Linked DNA regions of Triticum aestivum: region 2 is linked to region 1. A link is a contact called in public Hi-C data. All regions are on one chromosome and are shown on one strand. The core of a region is the stretch at or near the end of the contact, and the rest is flanking DNA. Distances in the headings are between cores, read along the strand shown. Region 1 holds the start of LOC123181583 (syndetin). Region 2 holds the start of LOC123181585.

Region 1 (7,408 bases), core at 2,528-5,027:
ATTAATCCTCTTGATTATGCAAGTGCAATGAAATTTATGGTACCAGTGTATATCATGTGGTGTATGCTATGTATGTGTTGGTTGTGTCCTAACACAATTATCAGGGATAATTACACTAGTGTAAGGATGAACAATACAACTTTACCGGCATAAAATTCGTGGGCGAAATAAAGTACAATAAATCTTATGTATTTTAAATTTTAGTTCTCATATTATCAATTCAAATACTCATGCTTCAACGATCAAATCCTATTGAAATATCTTGCGACCAATTCATGTAGCAACGGAAGATGTATCATCTTTTTTTTGCTAAAAGTCTTGGCGGATTATTGCCCTTGCCACATCATTTTAGCTTGCCTCAAGCACGTAGGTTTGTCTTTTCATTTTGTTTTATAGTTGCACGAATTGAATATCTCACTAAGAAAATTTATGATGGTTTAGACCTAAGCATGCAAAAGCTAAAACTCAACCAAGGCCTATGTGGTTCTCATGATTCACAAAAAATCATAAAATAGATACATATGTGTCTAGATAAATCCAAGACAAGTAATATAGGACAGAAGATGTAAAAACCATAGAAACTATTTGAATTCACATGACGATGTTTTTTTTGGGACACATAGGGATTAAAATGGCCGAGTAAGGGCCCGTTCGGATCTCCTCCACGATCCAGCTTCCCGAGAAGCCTGCCAAACGGTGCAGCTTCGAGAATCTTGCTCCAGGAGGACGAGCGGCCTACAATGCAAATACCAGGAGCAGCGGAAGTGCTGATCCCCTTCACGTAAAGGAGAAGGGGAAGTTGCTTGTAATTACATGGAAATGCCCTCCCGAAGTGCCTCATGCGAACCTTTTTTTTTGGGAAAATTTTGTTTTTGCCACTCTAGATTTTGCCAATTTTCCTTATGCCACTCTAGATTTTGACATTTCACTTTTGCCACTCTTAGTTTTTGACAATTATCACAATTGCCATTCCCGTGGCAAAAGCAAAATTTTCAGAGTGGCAATTATGATAATTATCAAAAGCTAAGAGTGGCACAATGAAATAAAATTATTTTGCTTTTGCCACAAAATGGCAATTGTGATAATTGTCAAAAACAAAGAGTGGCAAAAGTGAAATGTCAAAATCTAGAGTGGCATAAGGAAAATTGGCAAAATCTAGAGTGGCAAAAACAAAAATTTCCCTTTTTTTTCTCGATCGAACCGTTTTGCTCTCGTTACGAGCCACCAAACTAGGCCTCAAACTCGCTTCCTGGGCTTCCAGCCCATGCAGACGGAGAGGAGCTGCTCAGTGCTACGTAACGCATTGTTCTCCTGTCAGAAGCTGGTGGCGGCTGGCTTCTCAGGAAGCTGACTATTTGGTGAAGCTGGAGAAGATCCGAACGGGCTCAAAGTTTGAATGAAAAATGATGTGTATGGTTGCTACCGCATTAAGTCCTTCCTGTTTAGTGATGAGAAGGTAACCGTGAAAAATGAGATTCCAAAAATCTTCCAAACCTTTTTTTGAGAGATAGAATTCCTCTCGAAGTAAAGCAAACGCATAACAAGATATCACTAACAACTGTAAAAACGCAACTTGAGTGGCCCCCCATATCACCTTCATTGACTACCCATCAACATTGGCCTTATCACTACGGTGACCTGGGTTGAAAAGCAAAGTGGATCAAAAACATGAGGAGTTAACATCATGTGATGGTAAAACACAAACATGAAAACTAGATGAAGCAAACTAAATTGGCTGGGTTTTAGGATCAACACATGGTGATGATTATCTAATTTTTATGTGGTGTATAACAGGTCGAAGTGAAAAAAGCTTCCCGTCCTGACTTAGTTGGCCAGGACACCTCGATCATAGCTTAATTAGCTCTGTCCATGGTTGAGACATAGTTCATAATTCATCGAATCTCTTTTTTTACCAGTGTTGTTGTTATATTGTGCAAACCTTATACGTGTGGTGTAACATTGTATGCGGAGTTATGGTAGAGTTGTATTAATCCTCTTGATTATGCAAGTGCAATGAGATTTGTGGTACCAATATATATCGTGTGGTGTATGCTATGTATGTGTTGATTGTGTCCTAACATAATTAGTAGGGATAATTAAGCTAGCGTAAGGATGAGCAATACAACATTATACCGTCATAAAATTCATGGGCCAAATCAAGTCCAATAAATCTTATGTATTTTTAATTTCAGTTCTCGTATTATCAATTCAAATACCCATGCTTCAAAGACCAAACCCTATTGCTCATGCAACAACAGTAGATGTATCATCTATTTTTTTGCTAAGGTTTGGCGGTTTATTGCCTTTGACACACCATTTGAGCTCGCCTCAAGCACGTAGGTGTGTCTTTTCCTTTATTTTGTAATTGCACACATTGAGCATCTCACTAACGCCCCGTTCAGATGTTGATATTGAGGCCTAGAAATTGATATTGGCATTGGCCAGCCCGAATGTTGTTGTTTGGATGGTCAGGGAATTGAGTTGTTGAATTGGCCTGCGATATTGGCTAGCCCACTCTCGCGGCCCGCGTACCTATTCCTGAATTCAGAGGCCACGACCTCGACTTTGGCTGATATTCGGGATCGAGCGCTCACTTACCGGTTCGCCCGTGCTCGAGGGAAAAGAACACGAGAGCGGGAGAGCAGGGAAACACAGGAGCGACGCGGTGCACCCGGCGGCGCATGTCATCCCTCTCCGTTGTCTTCCTTCTCTCTTCTCTCCGGCGGATCCCCTTCTCCCACGCATACGACTACCTTCAGGCGCGTCCGCCTCACCCACCCCGCGTCCCATCTCCCTGCTCGCTCGCTTTGCCTTGCCCTAGTTCCTGTGGCCGCCGTCTGCTTGACCCACCACCACACGCCCTCCTCCCTTGGTAGAAGGCACGGCGGGATCTTCCCCCATGGCTACTTCTTCCTCTAGCAACCAGCCCCTCCCTAATCCTACACAGAAACCAAATCCCCTAATCCTCACCCGCATGTGCTAGTAATTTGAGATTGTTTTTTTTTACCTTTTGCAGGTTAGTGCAGAGAGAGAGGGGGTGTGAGTTAGAGAGAGAGAGAGTTTGTTGGTAATTGATGCCTAATTATTGTTGTATTTGTGTAAGTGTTGCTATTGCATATAATTTAGTTTTAAACTTTTACATCAATGTACAATATTCAGCCTATGACAAACCAACAATTCCAATGTAGAGAATGACCATCCAAACAAGCTTCAGAATTGAGTCTCTCATGCAAATTCTAAGTGTCAATTCTGTGTACATCCAAACAACAGAATTCGAGCTCAATGTCAATATCAAAGTCACGGAGATTTGATATTGGGGCCAATTCAATTCCATGGCACCGAATATCAACATCCAAACAGAGCATAAGTAAATTTATGATGGTTTATACCTAAACATGCAAAAGGTAGAACTCAACCAAGACCAATGCCATTCTCATGATCCATAAAAAAACATAAAATAAATACATCTGTGTCTAGATAAAAGTAAGATAAGTAATTTGGGACCAAGGGAGTAAATAAAAACCATAAAAATAACGTAATGCCAATTTTAATACTAGTATATAGGATTACTTGTATGTTTATTCGTGCACATGCAAAAACACGAGGTCTGAAAAAGGAAACTCATCGACAGTTCAACACACATGACCCGAACACTTCACAAGATAGTGATTCGAAGCGACTACCCGAAAACACGGCGACCTTTCCCCATGGAAAAATGCCGCGGAGAAACAAGAAAAAAACCAGTTCATCCCCTTCCTCGTCTCGCCTATTACCTCAACGCTCTTTCTTCTCCTCCAGCCCCGTACCGTGCGTCCTCTCCCCCACTCCAACACACGCAGACACACAGGAGCCACGCGACCGACCGACCGACCAACCACCCGGTCCTCTCCCCCGCGCGATCCAGCCCACCGACGACGCGCGGGGCGAGCCCTAACCCGCGCGCGGATCTGGGAGCTGCCGCGGGCGGCGCTCCCTCCCATGGTCCCCCGCCGCGCCGAGGGGGCGCGGAGCCGCTGAGATGCGGGGCGACGCGCCGCCGCCTTCCGCGCCATCGGCCTCCTCCTCCTCCTCCTCCGCCTCCCCCTCCCTCTTCGGCGGCGGCGGCGGCGAGCTCTTCGAGTCGGGGCCCTCGCCGCTCGTCTTCCTGCCCCTGCTCCTGATCCAGGGCGGCGGCATGGACCTCTCCCGCGTCGGCGAGAGGCTCCTCAGCTCCGTCCGCTCCGCGCGCTCCCTCGGCCTCATCCCCCCGACCCCAGCCCCTGTCCCTTCCCGCCCCGAGGTATCGTGCTGCTCCACCCCTCCCTCCCTCCCTCCCGTCGCCCCGTGTTGGATCCGGCGATAGTGGTTGGCTGCTCATCATTGTGCCGTGCGCCTGTAGGTTCCAGCTCGAGCTGCCGCAGCCGCGGCCGCTGCGCGCGCGATCGCCGGGCTGCCACCGCACGAGAGGATCAACCTGCCGTCCAATTCGGAGGACCTGGTCTCGATCTACGGGAGCAACCCGCAGGGGCCCGCCGTGGGTGAGCTCGAGGAGGTGTTCTATGAGGAGGTTGGTGCTGCATTTTTCGAGGTGTGGGTGCTGCCGCTTTGTGCCAGTTGGGCTTGATGCTTTTGAGTTCGAATTATGTGCAGGAATTCGACCCCATAAAGTACATTCTGGCAAATATTTCGGAAGGAGCTGGTGACGCCACCTATTTCGATAAGCAGGTCAGTGTGCCAGTTATAATCACCTCAAGTCATTATCACCACAGTGCATGCTATGTACAAACTTATGTAGACCATTCTTCTGAGTGACATTTGCACGCATACCAGTGCGGATATGTTAATGACAGTTTCGGAAGTAATTGCCTTATGAATGCAACTTATGCCCTCTGTAGAGGAAACCGACTCCCTTTTGTCATTCCTATCATTCTAGTTATCCATGAATATATTTGACAATCGCCACCAAAAGTTCAGTTCTCTCTATTAATGTGCACTTCTGTTACCACATTAACACTTTCCTCTTTTTTTTTTAACGATGCACATTTCATTTTTGCAGTCTACTTTGAGATTAGCGCAGCTCGACAAGATTGCAGAACGATTGTCTCATCATGTTATGGGTCACCATGAAGAAATGGGTATGTGTCCGATCAGACTGTACAATATCTTCGTTGATTAGTTTTCTATTTCTCTGCACGTTATAGGATATATTTCAATTGAATTCCTTTGCAATTTTGTCTTTGACTGATCCATTCGATGGGTGCTTCTCCTTTGACATGTTTAGGTTTTTAAGCCCTTTTAGTTATGATTAATAGACATATGTATTATATGCTACCAAAACGTCGCCTTTAACGAAAACCAGATTTCTGATACTAATTTTTGGCCAGTGAAGGGGATGCAGTTAGTGATGGAGTTAGAACAAGACTTAAAGGTTGCAAATGTGATCTGCATGGTATTACCTCACGAAAATTTCTCCTTGCAAACATTATTTTACCCCTCATGGGTATCTGGTCCTTATGAATTAATTATTATTTCAGAACGGTCGAAGGCACATATCCTCTTCCAAGAATGAGGTGTCAAGGGATCTGGTTGTCAATGTAAAATCAAAGAAAAAACAAGCTTTGTTGGTAGGTGCCTGCTGTTGTTTTATCTGTATGTTCTGCGTTAACTGGATAGGCTTGGTGATTGTCCCTAGGCTGTTCATAAAGATCACTGAGCTGCCATTTTAATTCTATTATAAGATGAGGTTCTTGGTGTGTTTAACTCCTAGGTCAACACTTCCTTTGCCTATCATGGTGTTAACTCTTAAGATGGAGTTATAAATGTTTAATGCATTGTTAAATTTAAATGCTATATCTCTTTCACTACAGCTAGCTCTAGATACGTAGAATTGAGGATCTATACATAAAAAGGTTTAGTTTTTGTGTAATGCAGGATGTTCTTCCTGTTCTTACAGAACTTCGACATGCTCAAGATATGCAAATGGAGCTAGAAACTTTTGTTGAGAAAGAAAATTACTTTCAGGTAGGCTGATTTTGGCCATGAGCACTTCTAATTTGCTCTAGTTCGTTGTTTATCTTCTTCTCTACTCAAGATAGATATCTGCATAATCTTTATTTCACAATCTTACTACAGTAGTTTTCAACCCCATAATCACATTTTGGAATGAGGGTTGTTTGTTACTCCACTTAAATGACCCTAGTGATGTGTGTTTGCTATGTGTATGGCAATCCATATTTTTCGTCCAAATTATGTTAGTTTCCTTATGATACCTTACTGATGGTCGCAGGCATTTCAATTATTACCAGAGTATCTGCAAATCTTGGAGAACTATTCAGGCCTTTCTGCCATACAAGAAATGGGACGAGGGATTGAGGTAATTGTGGCATTCATCCCATGGTTTTCTGTTGGGTTATTCAGAGAAACAAAACTCTTGAGCACCATCAAATTCGATGGAGTCATCTGCATTTCTCACTTCGTTTGTTTTATTTTTTATATTTATATTCTGATGATGGTATTTCTGCCCTGCAGGCATGGTTAGCAAGGACAATCAGAAAGTTGGACAACCATTTACTGGGAGTCTGTCAGACCTTCAGTGAAGAAAGCTATCTAACCGTGAGTATTTACCTGGCCATTAATTTGTATGCTTTCTTGGGTTGGTTATATTTTTTGCTAACTTTCTTGAATTATATCCTTTTAACGATTAACTCTGAATTATAGGTGATTGATGCATTCGCATTGATGGGTGACATTGGTGGCATGGCTGAAAAGATGCAGAGTTTCTTTTTGCAAGAAGTACTCTCTCGAACACATATTGTCCTGAAGGAAATGTTGGAAGAGGTATCACATTTGATTTATTGGCATATTCTTTCTTGCTATACTCTTGCTGTTCATACACTCTTTTACTGTTAACTTCTTCACATGCCATATTTTTTAGGGGTTATTATGGTTTCCTGTTAGTCTAGGTCTAGTAGATTGCTTTGGTCCAGATAAGAGTAGATTGACTTGCAGTCGAAGTTATGTAGTAATGTATTTTTGCTCACTTGGGTTGTTGTGCAATATGACAGCTCTTTCCATAACGTACTATTTTCTCTAATATTGCAGGAGGTGGGAAACAATACGCAGAGAAATAGGTATGTATTTAGCACCTTATGTTTGTTCTTTTCATTGCACTAAGATTAAATAGAACTTACACTGTTTTCCGTACATATGGATGGGTGAATTTTATCAGCCTTGGACGATTTTTTTTGGCAAACCAAAGTACTCCCTCCGTCCCAAAATAGATGACTCAACTTTATAATAACTATAGTACAAAGTTAGTATAAAGTTGGGTCATCTATTTTGGAACGAAGGAAGTATTAACTTAAAAGGATTATGTTTCACAATTTACATCTTACACTGGGATTGATTTACTGAAAAATTAGAGCTTCAT
Region 2 (7,408 bases), core at 3,551-6,050, 210 kb after region 1:
TAGTGTCTAGATCAAATAGTTTAGCCATTTTCTGTGTCATTGAACGACGGCAAACAAAAATGTTTACCCCTAAATGTTAGGACCAGAACTAAACTGAAGGCGGTTTGGGAGAGTCTATATGCCGTCATGTATGCATGTGACAACGCGGACTCATCTAAATGCCCCTTCCTCCGCTGGGTCTCGAACAGTCTACTCTTCTCTCGGTGTTGTATTCATGTCGGTCGTGACCGGACACTGGTTGCCACATTCCGCATTGATGTTGGTGACCGACGCAAAACTCACATAGGTGCGGCGGCTGAGAAACCAACTCTGTCCGCTAGCGGACTCAAGCCACGCCGATTCTCCTACCCAGGCTATTTAATCCGCCAGGACACTGCCGTGAAACACTACACCCTACCTCGTCGCCTCGCCTCTTCTCTCCTCCGCACGCCACATTGATTGGCAAGTCCGAACGACAGCAAGTTGTTCTCTACGCGCCTATTTGATCAGGGGGTCCCTCCTCTGTGAAGCCAGAGCCCATCTCATCTAATGACGAGGAAAAACAACAACCTCCCCTCCTCTCCGAGGCCGCGCGGACGGACGAGGAGTTAGCGCGACAGATGGAACAACTGCTCGAGCGATTCTGCTATGATCGCGGTCCGGTGTTGCCCTCGCCACTGCCCCCGTGCGACCCATGTGCCCAAATTGTACAATGCTTCAAGGGGGGGGGGGGGCACCGCCCCTGCCACGCGACCACGATGTCCAAATCAGACAGCACGGTAAGGAAGAGACGTCATTCTGCCGCGCAACCGTGGCATCCAAATCGAACGCCACGTCAAGGAGGAGCCGTCGTCCCAGTCATGCAACGGTCTTGGCCGCGGCAAGGAACTAGGCCGCCTTCACCGCCCCGTCGGCAGTCGAGAGCCAGTAGTGCCCTCACCGGAGGAGTCGCCCTCCCAGCGATTGGTAATGCGCGCGGTCGCCTTGTCTACTACATCAGTGGTGGCGGCGGTGGCGTTGAAAGTGCATCTAATCTCCGGGTGGTTTTGATAATTCATCACAACATATATCTCATTAAACTAATGTCTATTCACAAAAATATTTCAGGGAAGTTCATTTTAGGTACAACAATTGGATGTGAATTTGGACCCCTCAAAATGCTAAGGACAAGTGTTGGTCAATGCCTCAATACTCAAATTTATATTTAAGCGATCGAGCACCTCCCTTACCTCTCCCCCTTGATCGATAGAGATTGGTGGTTGGCTCAAACTTAGGTATGACTGTTTCCAAAGATATTTACTTTCTTTCATACCGACTTGTGGGAAGAGCAACCTATGAGTCTATGACAATCGATATTCGATTAGAATGGACGAAAGCAGTCTTCAGACAAACATGTTACAGATGCTTGATTTACTAACCTGTCCTGATGTAGTCATTTCATTTAATAAACACGGTAGAATCTACTACAATAACACATATTCATTGCACGATACTCCACTAACATTTTCAACTTGCTAGAGGTATATCCAAGCCTTATACATCCAGGAGAGGGATATCATGTACTCCCTCCGTTCCTAAATATAAGTCTTTTTAGAGATTCCACTATAGACTACATGCGGAGCAAAATGAGTAAATATACACTCTAAAATATGTCTATATACATCCGTATGTAGTTTGTAGTGCAATCTCTAAAAAGACTTGTATTTAGGAACATATGGAGTACAATAAAGTAGATGGCGTTTGGACAAGAAAGCCAAAGCAGTAGCGTCGATCAGGATTTCTCTGGGACTGCATATCCACCTCGTCCCTTTATTCTGGAATCCATATATTTGAAATTTGTGATCATAAGATGCTCCTTAGTTTGTGTAGTCTGCAAGGAGAGCCTCAATAGCTGAATTCTTGGCATATACATCTTCATATCGGATTCGGTAGCCATGCCCTGGAAAGAGACAACTCAATAATCAGTGCAAGTTAAGGAAAAGCGAGTGAACCAAAGATCATAAATGACATAGTTTACGACGGTTTAGTGAGCTTAGCTTTTTTTCGAAAATAGTTAGCTTAGCTTATGGAGGGAGTACTTTTTAGTTAGTTTGTTCGGGGTCCGCGACAGTCAAATTTGAACTAAACCGCGACACTTATTTTGAAACGGAGGGAGTATTAGTTAATTTGTTTGGCCTTTGCCGCAGTTTTGTTTGTTTTGTTTGACCTTGTAGTTCTGTCGGCTTCTCGGTGTCCTTCTTCTAGTACGGTATGACACACATTTTGATGTGTGTTCAAGAAAAAATATGATATGGTTTACAAATCCAACAACGAAGCAGAATTTTGGTAGTAGTTCATATGTGCAGCATTTGAAGGTCTGCATACCAGGCAAAAACCACTCAAAATCTACGTCCAGTAACTTCCTGATGCTGTCCAGTTGCACACCCACTGCAAGGTTGTGAAGCAGACACATCAATAAGTGTCTTAGCGTATGATAAAATTGAACAGTGATCTTCAACAAATTAGGAAGGCTGGGAAGAAGGGAGGATTCTGCTACCTGATTGCTTACTGTACATCAGAAAGAGGTTTAGATCATCTGATTCTTCTGATTTTGCTACATGGTCACCAGTAAATAGTGCCTTCAGAGGTTTGTACAACAAACAGACTGAGCCCTGCAAAAATGGATACATAATTAGAAATCATAGGGATGTGTTAAAGAAGATCAATATGGTGCCCAAATACGTGTTGCTAAGAAAGACCACTAAATACTCCCATGATTGGTACAATCGAGCTGCCTTGCATTTAAAAAGATTAGCAAAAAAAAAACTTGGTGCATTTCCCAACAACAAAAGAATATCATGCCATTATCTGAAATTTAAGAAAATCTGCGACATTTTTTTTATTTTTTTTAGAAATGGAGGAGGACCCCCGGCCTCTGCATCTGGACGATGCATGCAGCCACTTTATTAATTATTCACACAAGACCTTACATTACAGTGCAGTGTGATAACCCAATGCATTCATTACTTACAGTGCAGCCATAGTGCACCTATCTCCAAGCTTACCTCCTCTTTAATCCAGAGGCAAGAAGTAATTATTTAATGTAATTTCATTCATTGAGTTCAAATTCTTACTTCGGTATGCCCTGGGGTATGGATAAGTTCAAAATCAGTTCCAATGTTCCAGGGGCCATTTCCAGTAAGTTTCCACTCGACATCAGCAGTGATATCCTCCACCTGTATCAGCATGATGATTATTGCAGTAAATAATCAGGACAAATATCAGGCAAAAAATTACAACACTCGGCAGTTGACATCAGCAGTAATAGGCTCTACCTGTATCATCATGGTTATTGCAGTAGATAATCAGCGAATACAATTTTAGAATTACAGTATGATTCAAGTACCCTTAGAACATGATTTGTTCAAAATGCAAACCATTCCAACACTCCTAGTTTCTTTCTACAGGTCATTGTGTTTGTGGGGTATAGAAGGATGAAGAGAGAAAGGTGCAGTTCTGTGCTTAAGGCTCTTACATCTCCTGAATGAATGATTCTCTCGCACTTTAGCCGCTCGGCCCATTTCCGATGATCCGCCACATCATCACTGTTTGATGACAGGTTAGATAGACAATCTTCAATCTTCCAAATAAAAAGGCGGTAAACGCATAAATAAATACAGAATCGTGTCAGTCTGAACATACATGTGAGTCAGAAACATGTAACGTGCTCCGCCGAGCTTCTCAAGCTGGTTCGCTAGTTTCGGCGTATACCTTGGGCTGAGAACAAAATAAATGATCAGAAAATCTACAATTAATATATATAATCGATTGTAGTTTCTGAATGAGACTTGATAAGTTGATTTTGTCAATTATCAGAACATCGACAGCGAATATACCTGTCAATCATTATGTTCCCTTCCGGGTGAACTATAAGGTAAGATGTTGCTCCATATGAGTTCTCAGAATGGTAACCACAGAGGTAAACTCCCTGAACAGACAAGCAGACAATTTATTATTTTTATGCTAAAAGACTGAGAAAAGAGAGAACATATATGAAAATGTTTATACATACGGGAAGATCGTCGTCGATGGGGAGAGGGAATGTGTTCTGCACTTGGAGAATGTCTTTTGTAGGCTTGTCAGTGTGGATAGAGCCTGTAGGGCAAGAGAGCAAGGCCTGCAAACATACATGGAAATGTCATGATCTAGTTGTCCAGTGACTGATCATTTTTGATAGAACAAGAAGGAAATCCAGTAACTTTACGAGGATTAAGCATTACTATGAACTAAATTAGGTGATTGGGTGAGAGAAATACCATCAGTTAATTATTGTCTGGTGTTGCACACCGAAGAAGGCATTTTAATTACAGTGGTCAAAGATGTTACCTGCAGTGCCTTGGTTCTGATTTCCCCGGAGGTGGGTTGCGCCGCCACGGCGGACTGGTCATCGACTCTGTTGAACACCTCCGGAGCCATCCACCTGCAGGTGGCGCAGTCGATGCACCGGTGATCTGCACACCAAGACCCCGTCAGCTGGGACGATGAGGACGAGATCGCATCAGCATCAGCATGACTGCATGAGGGAGCTCACCGACGAAGAACTCGCCGGACACGTTCTGCGGGCGCCGCCTGCTGTCGAGCGCCGGAGGAGGGGACACAGTGGCGCGTACCATAGAGGTGGCCCGTCGGCGCGGACGCAGGTGAGCCGGCGGGGCGGCGAGGGATGCGGCGGCGCGAAGGCTGAGCGCCATGGCGATTGACGGGTGAAGTTTTCGGTCTCTAGTACACTACACCTGTGAGATGAGCCGAGGCGAGCTGAGCTGAGCTTGTCAGATAATATTGCTTCTTGAGTTGTGCATTTATTAAGAGCAACGTGGGTGTGTGTGTAAACTCAATCAATCAAGATCTTCGGGGTCAGCATGTGACGCCATCGCTGACCGCACACACTAGAAACTTATCAGACTTGAGGCACAAGCAACTCGAATTTTTTAACAGGACAAGCAACTCGATTCTATCAGCAGACTTTGTTTGTTACTCTCTCTGTTCACAAATACTCCCTCCGTCCGGGTTTATTGGGCCCAAAGACCAAAACGCTGGAACCAAGGCAGACATGGATGGTTTGCCCTCCGTAATTAATTGCAGCGGTTGCTCCTAGACATGCATGCTGTGTATGCATTGGTTGCATGGTAGTGAGATTTATGAGCCCCGGATTCTCTCATCTTGATTATCCATCCAGCGCATGAATAGGAGTGAGACCGAGGTAAAAATCTACTTTTGCAATGCGACTTAATTGCATACCTAATTATGGGGCCTAATAGGAAGGAACGTGCAGAGGCTGCTCACGGGCCTAATAAATCCGGACGGAGGGAGTACAGTACAATATACGATGTTGTAACTTCTTGTGAATCGGATGTATATAAATACTTTTTAGTGTGTTTGTTCACTCATTTCAGTCTGTATTACCAAAACATCTTATATTTGTGGACAGAAAGAATAGCAACGGTGCAAGCGGCCCACATAGACTCGCACTAGACCGCCTTGTCGGGCCGCCTTTTGTTGTGGGTTTTGTTTTTTAGGCACGAAGCGGAGGAAGCCGATGCAGACGGCAACATATGCCTTCCCTCAACAAGCAAAACAAAAGAAATGACATGCAGACCGACAGAAGGCCACCGGCCTGGCGAGCCTCTCCGCTCGTCGATCAAACCCCATCCCTCTCGGCCACCCTGACAATGACAATAGAAAACGACAGAGAAACCCTCGCCACTCTCTGTTCGCCCACACGCCGACCACAAAGCCTAGTTTCCCATGTCCCCCGAGAACCCACATCACAACACTAAGGACACGTGGCCTAAGAGAAGCTACACACACGTCGCTTGTTATGGATGGATGGATGGACCCAACTAGGTCGCAAGATCGAAACACCCACACACCCACTATCAATCGGGCCCAACTCCTTTTCCAAGGAGATTGGTAGTTGTAAAGATATTAAAAATTAACAAATATCACTTGGTTTGGCATGAATTTCATTCGTTTTTTGAAAAAAGAATCGTTTAAAATGGGGTGAACATTTGGTGTCTACGGTTGGATGGCATCTGCCCCTATCACTATCCGGGGATGGGAGCTTGGGCTCTGACATCAGCTCTGGGCTAGATAGGAGCTCAGGCTTAGTTTCCCGAGCTCAGACCCAGCAACTTGAGTCGACGCAAGCGACGTTGGGGACTCATACCTGAGCTTGGGCCCCGGCGTCTCCTCCCATTCCACCACCAAGACGACGCTCACGACTTGGGGGTGGCCGTGATCTAAAGCAACAACAGTTCCTTAGGTCTTGAAGCCACCAGGTCGGTAGAGAAGTGAGGTACTGTTTGAGGCCTTGTAGCGCCTGCTAGGCAGCTGAGGTCCACTTGAAAGGGGCCGACTTCTTGAGGAGCTTGAAGAAGGGTAGACCTCATTCCCCAATCTTGGAGATGAATCTCCCTAAGGAAGCTATGTAGTCCGAGAGACGTTGTACATCCATGAGGCGTGTGTGTGGCCGCATTTGGTCGGTGGCGGTGATCTTTTTGGGGTTGGCCTCTATGCCTCTGCTTGATACAAGGAAGCTAAGGAGTTTCCCCGAGGGCATCCAGAAGACTCACTTCTCCGATTCAGCTTCATGAGAATGTGCCAAAGGTTGTTCAAGGTTTTCCACAAGATTGTTGAGGAGTCTGGCTTGATCTTTGGTCTTCACGATGAGGTCGTAGTAGGATTTTATGTTGCGGCCTAGTTGGGACTCCAGAGCGATGCGTATGGCCCGCTGATGGTGGGCCAGGATTTTTAAGCCGAAGGGGATGTAAAAGTAACAGAAAGTCCTCACAAGGGTGATAAATGATGTTTTTCCTCATCCTCTTTAGCCATGCGAATCTAATGGTAACCCAAATACACATCCAGGAAGCATAAAAGATCGCACCCCACTATGCAGTCCACGATCTGAACTATGCGGGGCACAAGGAAATGGTCTTTCAAAAATGCTTTGTTAAGGTCGGTGAAGTCGATGCACATTCTTAGCTTGTTACTCTTGGAGCTCGATATCTTGGGTGGTAGAGGTCCCCCGGAAGCTTCCTTGCTTGTCGTGTGCTCCAGAAAGTTTGTAAAGGTGTGGTGGTCGCCTTCAAGAACAATCACGAGTGATTTGAGGCTTATCCGTTGGGGATGACTCAAAGGGAGAATAGAATGAGCCACTTGGTGGCATTCCGGAGTTTTGGTGTCAAACCGCTCCAACGAAGATTAACATCCCCAAAGAGTGTAAACTTCGGAATAAATTACACGTTCCCAACTCACTTGTGGTTAATATTTTCCCTATCCTTTACTTTTCTTTGTATGCTTGTTGGCTTTGCTAATTGTATTGTTGCCTAGCATACCTTGTTTTGAGTTTGCTTGCCATATAGGTTGTGTTTACCTAGTTGCATATCTAGAG

The links. A called contact is a pair of places that touch in the nucleus more often than the background predicts.
Region 2: a contact with region 1 is called in a Hi-C map of leaf, with 3 times the contacts expected there. The contact joins the promoter of LOC123181585 here to the promoter of LOC123181583 in region 1. A contact is called at or near these places in 3 of 5 Hi-C or Micro-C datasets (all in leaf) and 1 of 1 datasets of contacts at active chromatin or transcription factors (leaf).

The regions. Positions count from the first base shown.
Region 1 is chr1D:298,567,410-298,574,817 of IWGSC CS RefSeq v2.1, forward strand. LOC123181583 (syndetin) reads left to right here and starts at 3,778. Exons shown (of 25, transcript XM_044593881.1): 1 at 3,778-4,279; 2 at 4,379-4,546; 3 at 4,630-4,704; 4 at 5,036-5,114; 5 at 5,364-5,428; 6 at 5,514-5,603; 7 at 5,911-6,000; 8 at 6,266-6,352; 9 at 6,508-6,591; 10 at 6,697-6,816; 11 at 7,081-7,109. The coding sequence starts at 4,019.
Region 2 is chr1D:298,774,068-298,781,475 of IWGSC CS RefSeq v2.1, forward strand. It overlaps LOC123181585, which reads right to left and starts at 4,801. Exons shown (of 10, transcript XM_044593883.1): 1 at 4,550-4,801; 2 at 4,345-4,469; 3 at 4,031-4,135; 4 at 3,855-3,946; 5 at 3,661-3,735; 6 at 3,494-3,563; 7 at 3,093-3,194; 8 at 2,516-2,630; 9 at 2,344-2,406; 10 at 1,441-1,918. The coding sequence starts at 4,709. The coding sequence ends at 1,836.